Linked DNA regions of Manis pentadactyla: region 2 is linked to region 1. A link is a contact called in public Hi-C data. All regions are on one chromosome and are shown on one strand. The core of a region is the stretch at or near the end of the contact, and the rest is flanking DNA. Distances in the headings are between cores, read along the strand shown. Region 1 holds the start of SGO1 (shugoshin 1). Region 2 holds the start of KAT2B (lysine acetyltransferase 2B).

Region 1 (4,575 bases), core at 65-2,564:
TCGTTATCCTTAAAAAAAGGCTTCACAATGAATTGAATGCCTAAATTCGAAGCAATTGTTTAGGTTTCTTTTATTCATTATTTTATCATTCCAGAGAATATTTGCTGATTTAATTCAAATTGCTAAACAGATGCTTACGTTTTAACTATGAACAGTTAGATATAGCGTCTACCTTTATGCAACTTGAATAATCTGGCAATGAATGACAACAAGTCAGTGCCACCAGGACTATCAAGGGGAAAGTGCATGGCATCCAGGAAATACAAAGCAGCCTACTGAGGGGGCTTTGAGGACAGATAAGGCTTTTTGGAAGTATTCACTTCTTAAGAGCTGCATCATGAAGAGTAAGTGGGCTCAGGGGAAGGAGAGACTGATCTTGACAAACAGAACGGCATGGGCAAAAGCAGCAAGAGGACATACAAGGAAATTAAAGAACATTCCTTAGGGATAGAAACAGGAGCCATGTGTTCTTTAAGGAACAAAAATACCTTAGAGAATGCGAACTTCATCTTCAGCGCAGAAGCAGCCATTGAAGAGTTTCATATTCAATCCTATTTGCTTTTATCACTCTATGAAGAACCTAAGTGGAGAGGCTGCCATCAGAATAGGTACTGGTGGGGTTTATAGAAAGGATTAAGTTGATGGCTGGATTAGAGGGTGGCACACAGTGGTGTTTGGACGTGAGAAACACTTAGAAAGGAGAATTTGATGGGACTGGATGGCCTGACTGCACACGGAAACGGTAAGGGAGAATAAAGGATCAGTAAGGATTCCACAGAGTTCTGGAGGGGTATCTGGGTGGACGCTGAGGCCATTTCCTGCTGCTAAAGCCAGGTAACTGAGCAAAAGGAAGGAAAACATTTCAGGTACCTGTAACTTCCCTGATAATATCCCGTTAATCCAAAACTTGCTCCCTATCTTAGTATCCCGGAAAGCTGCCTTCGTGCAGCAGAAAGGTCGGTCTGGGCGGGCAACGAACCACGGAGATTCTCCTCACCAGAGGGAGCCCGTGAGCACACCCTAGAAAATGGGAAGCCACAAGACTGAAAAAGCCGGAAGCTTTTGAAGACCCAAAAATACGCCCCGCCACAGGTCTAGGAGTCGACCGCTAAACGCCAACGACTCCGAACAGAAGGCCGACGGGTCAGCGCGACCGGATGACTGGCTCCGCCCCCGGGGAGGCGGGAGACGGACGGTTGATGCCCGGATGTGTATTTGTTGGGCGAGCGCGTCACAGGAGGCCGCCCGGCGGGGCGGGACTCGGCTAGCGTCGCGGCCGCCCTGACGTGCCACGTGACTGCCCCTCACCCAGCCAATGGGCAAGCGCGGCGGAGAATTTCGAATGTGGCTGCTGTTGTTGGCGGACGAGCAGAGACCGTGCCCCAGGCTTGGGGGACTCCGCGGAACCCTCGCGGAGCCTTGGGATGTAAGAAGCAGGGCGACCGCTGCGGCAGAGGTGGGGCCCAAGGTACCGTGCGCACGTGCCGTGGGCGGCGGGTCTCCGGGCCCGGCCGCCATCCGCCCGGCTCTCTGCGGGGCCCTGCGGATGCGGAACAGGGGCGCCGTGACCCCTGCCGCTCTCCCCTCGGGGGTGTCTGCCGTCGCGACTTCCGCGGCCGGAAGCTCAGGGCTTGGGATCGGACTGAGCGCGCGCCTTCCTCTGCGCAGCCCCCCGGCTTAGCACTCTCCGATGCCCCAGCTTCCTCCCCCGCTACGTAAGTGGGGCCCCGAACCTCCTACCTTACGCAACTGTGTGGATTAAATGATGTGAAAATAAACCGTTTACAGTAGTGAAAATCCTGGATCGACGTCAGGCCGCGCTAACTGGCAGCTGCTGTTGTGCAGCGCGATGCGGTCGAGGGCCTTCCCTTTAAGGTGCCCAGCGTCCCCGAGCGGAGGGCCTGCGCCCTGCGGGGATGACGAGATCAAAGGGCCCGCTCCTCTCGCACCCAGCCCCTCACCCAGTAACACGCAGACTGAGGCAACCCCCGTCCTAGGGCTGTGAACTGTTTCCATTTGTCTCCCCGCCACACCCCCTTTCACATCGTCCGCCCAGACAGGGAATAAAACTTCTGATTATACGGCAAATTTCTTTTGCCGCTTTAAGTTGATGACATGTAATAATGAAAGCTTTTTAGATGAGGCTTTGGCTTTTAAAATACCTTAACTAAACTACCTTGAAGAGTTACTTAATGGCTGTTAAAACGTCCGCGGTTGAAACTTGAAAAACTCCATGGTAGTATGTTGTTTTACACCATTAGTGCTTTTAAAAAAATAGTTGTGCTTGCTGTACTGGAAATATCCTGTATATATTGTATCTACATTATCTGTGTTTAAGACACCAGACACTGCATAGAGGAAAATAACTGAGGCCTGGGGAAAATATTCGAGAAAATGTAAGTTTCAGGAAGATATTTGACTATTAAAGATGAAGGTGACCTTGGTAGTGAGAATTGTGTATGTAGATTGTTGTAAGAAATACGAATTTCTCTTCAATTTTAAGGTCTACATAGTGCAATCTGGGGTAAAAGATGTTCCTGAAAAGTAGTTCGACATGCTTAGTGGCAGAATACTGAAGTGTGTCTGATCTGCAGTATTGAAAGATTTAAGTATATTTATGTATTAACATACTCAATAGCATACTCACTGTCAATGCATGTTTTGCTACTTTTAACTGTATGTGAAACAATCATTATTTAACATCTGGCTTGCCATATTCATGATTTACTTGGAGTTAGCAGATCTGAGTTTTAGAAATAACCTGAGAAAACTGGCATGTTCCACTAACCCAGCTTCCGCTCTTTGTAGCTTTCTAATTGTTATAATAGCATATTCAAATTGCATGTAGACCTACAAAGTTTAAACCTCTGAAGATCCCATTGACTTTCTTGAGAGATGTGCATTTTCTAGTAATATTGAGTTAAAAGAGTGTGGAAGAGACAAGTAATGGAGTGGCCTAATCTAATAAATTAATAATATTAATTTTTAGAGAAAAAAATGGTAAGTAAATCCCAGATATATGATTGCCTGTGAACTACTGTAAGCCTAATAAACACTAAACGTTGGTCATAAGCATGTAGGAAACAAACAATAATAACATCAACATATAATATTTCCCATAGTGTCCAGGATTCAGTAAGCCCCCAATGAGTATTTGTTAAATAATAAATAAGTGCCATATTACAGAGTTTGGAGGTTTACTGAACCTGCCTTATATGGTACCTAAGGAGGATAATGTTATGCCAGAAATGTTAATGAGATTTCAAAGCTACAAAATCTAGGTTATCAGGTTAGCTAATTCTACAGTTACAAAGTTTCTACTTAACCCATTCTTAATGAACAACCTGTGTTTTCAATCTTGTTTTATATTTGATAATCTCTTAGAAAAACTAAATCTCTTTCATTGTTTTAAATTTTAGGCAAAAGATGGCCAAGGAAAGGTGCCTTAAAAAGTCCTTTCAAGACAGTCTTGAAGACATAAAGAAACGAATGAAAGAGAAAAGGAATAAAAACTTGGCAGAGATTGGCAAACGAAAGTCTTTTATAGCTGCTCCATGCCAGATAATCAGTAAGAGATTTTCATGTTTCAGGTTTTCCGTTTTTATCACTTTTGAAGTTTAGATTTAAAACAAAATTTTAAAAGATTTTATCCTCTTTTAGCCAACACTTCTACACTGCTAAAGAACTACCAAGACAACAACAGAATGCTAGCTTTAGCTCTGGAAAATGAAAAGTCCAAAGTGAGAGAAGCCCAAGAGATCATCCTACAGCTGAGAAAAAATTGTTACTACCTCACATGTCAGCTCTGTGTACTGAAAGGAAAACTTACTTCACAACCAACAGAAGAATCTGCTCAGGTATTTTCTTGGCAGAGGCTCAGTTTCTCAGGAAAAAATGTCAAAGCCATGAATTAATAGTTCAGATAGATTATTATTTAAATTAGTGACTGGTAGCTGTGATTAGTGAATTGCTCAGCATGTCTTTCTTCTGTGCTCTAGCACAGCTGTTGTGTGTGGCCAGTGAACAGACTTCAGGCCTCTAGGTGGTTGTGGCTTGTGCTTGTATAACTTGGTTCTGAAAGCAGGCAGCACAACAAGGTACAGCAGGGATAGTTCAGCCTTTTGTACTACTGGTTCCTTGAATGTTCAGCTAAGTGAGTAAAAAATAGGGCAATAAGATAAATGTCTAAAAGTGGTAGTTGAAGTGAACTAGTCCAAAAGTTTTAGTCAGTGCTGTAAATCTTAGCTACACTATGTAGTTCTACTACATCCTGTGGAGTTTTATAAGAACTACCTTACTTTGGGGGATGGGAAGTATTTATGTATTTATGAAAAATCACTTTTATCTACTGTTTGGCTAAATAAGGAAGACTATGCATTAACTTCCAAACAAGAAAATCCCTGAACATTGTGCTGTCCACATTTTAAATCTGATTGTTGTGTAGCAGGGCCAGCCAAAATGTAACAGACATGGAGAAGGCTTGGTTTAGGATGTTCTGTGTGTGTCATTGCACTTTACTCTGGAAAAGAGTAAAGATGAGTCAGTTTCTCCTTTTCTTTTCCCAGAAGCCACTGT
Region 2 (4,651 bases), core at 232-2,731, 140 kb after region 1:
AAGCAGCACTCCTGGGAGAGAGGTTCTAGCAGGATTGACATTCTTCACACCAAAATTCAGAGGTGACCGCCGCAGCTCGGTTGTGGGAATCTGCAATCTGGGACTTGACCCTGTTTGCAGTAGGCCGGAGGAACAGGAGGTGTGTGAGTGTGTGAGTGTATCTTCCCCGCCTCAGCCACAGGCCGCGGGAGCTGACAGGGCCAAGTCCCCGCCCCCCTCAGCTGTCACCCTGTCAAAACAAAGCCGCTGCTGACAGCGCAGGGCCGCCTGCCCTCGGCCTCGGGCAGTCCTCCCATCCGGGAGCGCGGCGCCCACATCTGGACCTGCAGCTGAGAGGCCACGGGGCGCCGACGGCGGGTACGGAGAAGGGGCGGCAAGAAACGCGCGTCCGCAAACTGAGCAGTAGCGCCCGCCGCGCTGTCACCTTGCCAAATCCTGTTTACGCCCCGAGCAGCTGGGACACGTTTTAACTAAACAAGTAATAATACAATAATGACGGGGCTGTCGCCGCGCGGCGCGGCGCCTCCGCCCCCAGCCGGGGGCGCCCCGAGCACCAGGATCCTCGCGTCGGGCTGCGCTCACCTCCCCACCCAGCGCGGTCCGCCCCTTACATCTCCCAGGGCGCCGGGCGTCCGGGAGCCCGTTCCACCCTCACTCCTTTCAGCCAGTGCCTCCCACTGGGGCACGGGGAGCGGACGGCGGCAAAAGGAGGGCCGTCCAGATCCCCCAAAGGTGTTTCCTTGGCTCCGGGTTGCTCGCCACACAGCCCGCAAGGCCCCCTCCGGAAAGGCGCCTCCGGCGAGCTCCTACTGAGCAACAGAGCCCCAGGGCAGCCCATGAGCGCGGACGCAGCGGCACCTCCTCCAAGGGGGAGGAATGAAAGGCTCTCGGCGGGTCGATTCCCCTTCTTGCAGCTCAACCGGACTCTTGCCCGAGCAGCCGCTCCCTGGGCGCAGGCGACAGCAGCACTTCCGCGGTGCAGCGGCCTCAGGCGGGAGCGGGGAGGCGGGCGCGGAGCGGGAGGGGGGGGCGGGGGTCCGCGGGCCCGACCCGAGCCCCCACGGCGGGCGCGCGGTGGCGAGCGCGTACCTTGCAGGCGGAGTACACTCCGAGTTTCTCCAGTTTCTTGGCCCGCGGAGCGGAGCGCAGCTGCGCCTTCTTCACCGCGATCCGGGCCGAGCCGCCGCCTCCCGGCCCCTCGGCCGTGCCCGCCGCCGCCACTGCCGTCGCCGGTCCGCAGGCGCCCGAGCCCCCGGCGGCGGCGCAAGGCGAGCCCTGTGGGGGCGCGGGCGGCGGCGCAGGGGGCTGCGGGGGCAGCGCCCCGAGCCCGGCCCCGACCCCGCCGCCGCCCGGCCCGGCCCCGCCAGCCTCGGACATGCCGCCCCAGAGCACGGCAGGAGGCGCCGAGTGTGGGGCGCCACCGCCAGGGTCTCCCGCTCGGGCTTTGGCCGCCGGGAGAGCGAGACCCTCCCCCACGCCCTCCCGCCCTTCGCCCATCCCCCTCCCCGCCCCCGCCCTCGCCCTCGCCCTCCCCGCGCGCGCCGCTCGCCCGGCTCGCTCCGGCCGCGGCCCGCGCGCTGGCGGCGGCGGCGGCAGCTGCTCCCCCGGAGGGAGGGGACTAGCGGCTCCGCGGCCGCCACCGCCGCCGCCGCCGCTGCGCACGCCCTCCCCCGGCTCTCCGCCCCGGGGCTCCGCGCCGAGCGCCGGCCACGGGCATGGTCCTGGAGCTGCGGGCTGAGGGCCGGCCAAGCGGCAGCCTCCGGGGGTGTCGGGCAGGAGGCCCCCGCGGCCTCTTAACCGCTGCCTGCGGCGTTGCGCCCCACCCCCGCGCCGCAGCCGCCGGCGCTAGCCCGCCAGGGGGCGAGGCCAGGCTCGGGGCGCGGGAGGGGACCGGGTGGGGGTCGCGGCTGGAGCCCAGGCACCTGCTGGCCGCCTCCATCCCGGCCACCCCCCAGCAGCCCCGGCTCCCCCGGCCGGGGGTGGGGGCGGGAAGCGGCTCCAGGCGTTTGTTCTTGCGCTTTATCCACCCTCTCTCGGAACCGAGACAACTTCCTCCACCCTAGCGGGAGTCGGAGGAAAAAAAAGCATTTTTGAAAAGTACCCGTCCGTGCTAATGCTTTTCTTTGTTGCTAATTCACCAAAATAAAGGCTTAATGTTTTCTGTTTTTCTTCTTAAAACACTTTTCTGTCCAACTTTTTTTTTTTTAATTCAGAACGCTTTCTTCCTATAACAATTTCTGGATCCAATCTGCCAGAGGAAGGAAAATACTGTTAGTATGTTCTGTAATTTTTGTTTGAAAGTGCTGGTTGTTAAAAGACCGGTTGTCGGAAGGCGCTATCCAAATGAAAAGGATGCGCAGTGAGAAAAGTTTGAATACAGAAAGTCTGTTCATGGGCTCCCTTCTGCACGGCGGGGAGATAACCTTGCTGTTTTCTTCTCTGCAATATTCCCTACTTTTCAAAATTGGTATCACCAGCATGGATATTAACAGAGAAAAAAATTTAAGCAGCATCCAAAAAGAATGCGTGTTGCTTTGGGCCTCAAACTTAAAAAAAAAAAAAACTCAGCATTTTCAACTACTGTTGAAACTGTTAGAACTCTCGTTTTCACTGTTGACGCTAACGAGGGTAGTGATTGGAAAGGCGGAGTGCACATTTGTTTTTCGTTTGAAAGTTGTGTCCCCTTGGCCTTTCTAAAGCAATTTTAAAAGCCCAGCGATATTTCTCAGGACCTCCCCACACATGCCCTGCTTTTGTAATGTGAATCATCATTTCTGTGTAATATGGGTCATAATGTGCTTATTATGAAATTCGTCGCATGCCGTGTAACTCTCACCCAACTCTGGCCAAAGATGCCTTAAGGAATGTGCCTTTCCCTGGAAACGTTCCCCTTACCATCGCGTTTTTCCAGTGAATTTTTTCTATCCTCTTTTCTAGATTCTCTTTGTCCTTTTGACTTTTAATACGATGTGAGTGATATGTTAAAATGGAGAATAAAAAATGTGTGTAGAGATAAACAGTGACGTTAGCACAAAAGGAAATAGCCTTGAGTTTACTCCGGACGTCTGGAATGGCAGGCCCTCATCAGATTCTATCAGGACGGTTAGATGCATGCGTCCTTTCTTAGCTTGGTGTATCTCACGTTAGCACTGTTACTCTCCTGACTCTACTGAAGTGTTTTGCAGATTTTTTTTGCCTTTCTCACCAAAGCAGAGTGGAGTCTTACCGGCTGTGATCCCCTGAACAGAGTCTAGTGTCATGATGTTAGCAGCTCTGCATAGGGTTTGGGTTATACTAGTAGGCATTTGTGAAAGCGATGGAAGGGTCCACTTGAGATTGTGCATTTCACTCAAATATTTGGATGTAAATTTCCCTCAAATATTAAAAAAAAAGTATAAGCATTAAGCTCTACTTAATGGTGCTAATGCTGAAAATTTATGGGTGCAATGTCCTGATACCTGCAGTGTGCTTTGAGATGCATCAAAAAATAAGAGGGACTGATGCATCTGTGAATAGGCAATAGGCCAGTAAACAGATATACGTTAAAGCATGAAGAGCAAATTGTGAATAATGGAATCTAGGTAGTGGGTAGCAGAATGTTCACTGTGCGGTTCTTCCAGCTTCTCTGTATGTTTGAAATTTTCCATAACAAATGCTGAGGGGGGAGCCCAACTTGAATATTAAGTCACCTGCCACCTTCTTCTCCCAAGCCATCCCCAGAATTCAGGAGGCAGGCAATTTCCAGGTTGTTTTGAAGCAGACAAAAACAACCTCATTCCAATCCACCCTGAAAACCATCACTGTCTGAATGGTGAATGGCTTGTGACATCAACTGAACATTAGTTTTCATTATTTCCCAGCCCACAGCACCCAGATGACCTACTGCCTGAGGCTGAAGGCCGACAGTTTCAAGGCCTGTTCTAAGTTATGTTATGAGCACCAAGCAGGGACATTTCAAGGGCAAAGGATTCAGGAAGCTTGTTGTCTCTTTTTAGTCAGGCTGTTGTGAGCATTTAATAAGCTCCTGTGTGCGCGGCCCTATTGCAAAATGAGTACCAAGAAAATAAAAGGCCTTGTTTTAGTTTACAAAGTATTTACAACTGTTAAAGGATTTTAATAAAAAATGGAACCAGAGGATATGAGCTGGAGACTCTCACACCAGAAGTATGGAACTGAAGAACTGGGAGGCTGACTTCCCATAAAATGCCTGATAAACAGAAGACTGAGACTTATCTCTTGAAAAATGAACATCTGCCAAGAATCTATCCCCATCCTCGAACCAATAAACTTACTGCGTGGGCTCTGGCTGGACTTGCCCCTCTTTGCATAGCTTGCTCATAAATACAGGCCACCACAGACCTACAGTGGGCTCACCTGCAGCTGTGGTAACAGCTTGCTTTTCCCCAGGTGCAGTTCTCCGGCTGTTCCTGAATAAACTCAGTTTCTGATATTTTGAGTTTACTCCGGTTTACCTCTTTATTTGGGGCTGATACAACTTACTGAGGAAGCCACAATTAGAAAACAGAGGACTTGGGGAGTAGGAATTATAGAGGGCAGACTGACCATTGGAGATCTTCTGGTGTATCACTATTACAGAATATTATGTGGTGGTTAGAAAGAATGATCCTTATAGAAATGGAATAGTGTAGCT

What was found. A called contact is a pair of places that touch in the nucleus more often than the background predicts.
Region 2: a contact with region 1 is called in a Hi-C map of skin fibroblasts, with 4 times the contacts expected there. The contact joins the promoter of KAT2B here to the promoter of SGO1 in region 1. A contact is called at or near these places in 2 of 3 Hi-C or Micro-C datasets (fibroblasts and skin fibroblasts).

Annotation. Positions count from the first base shown.
Region 1 is chr14:47,794,010-47,798,584 of mManPen7.hap1, forward strand. SGO1 (shugoshin 1) reads left to right here and starts at 1,315. Exons shown (of 8, transcript XM_036898296.2): 1 at 1,315-1,456; 2 at 3,420-3,568; 3 at 3,661-3,857. The coding sequence starts at 3,427. LOC118918946 (guanine nucleotide-binding protein G(s) subunit alpha-like) reads right to left here and starts at 1,075. Exons shown (of 4, transcript XM_057491854.1): 1 at 998-1,075; 2 at 489-580.
Region 2 is chr14:47,936,806-47,941,456 of mManPen7.hap1, forward strand. KAT2B (lysine acetyltransferase 2B) reads right to left here and starts at 1,482. Exons shown (of 18, transcript XM_036898227.2): 1 at 1,090-1,482. The coding sequence starts at 1,377.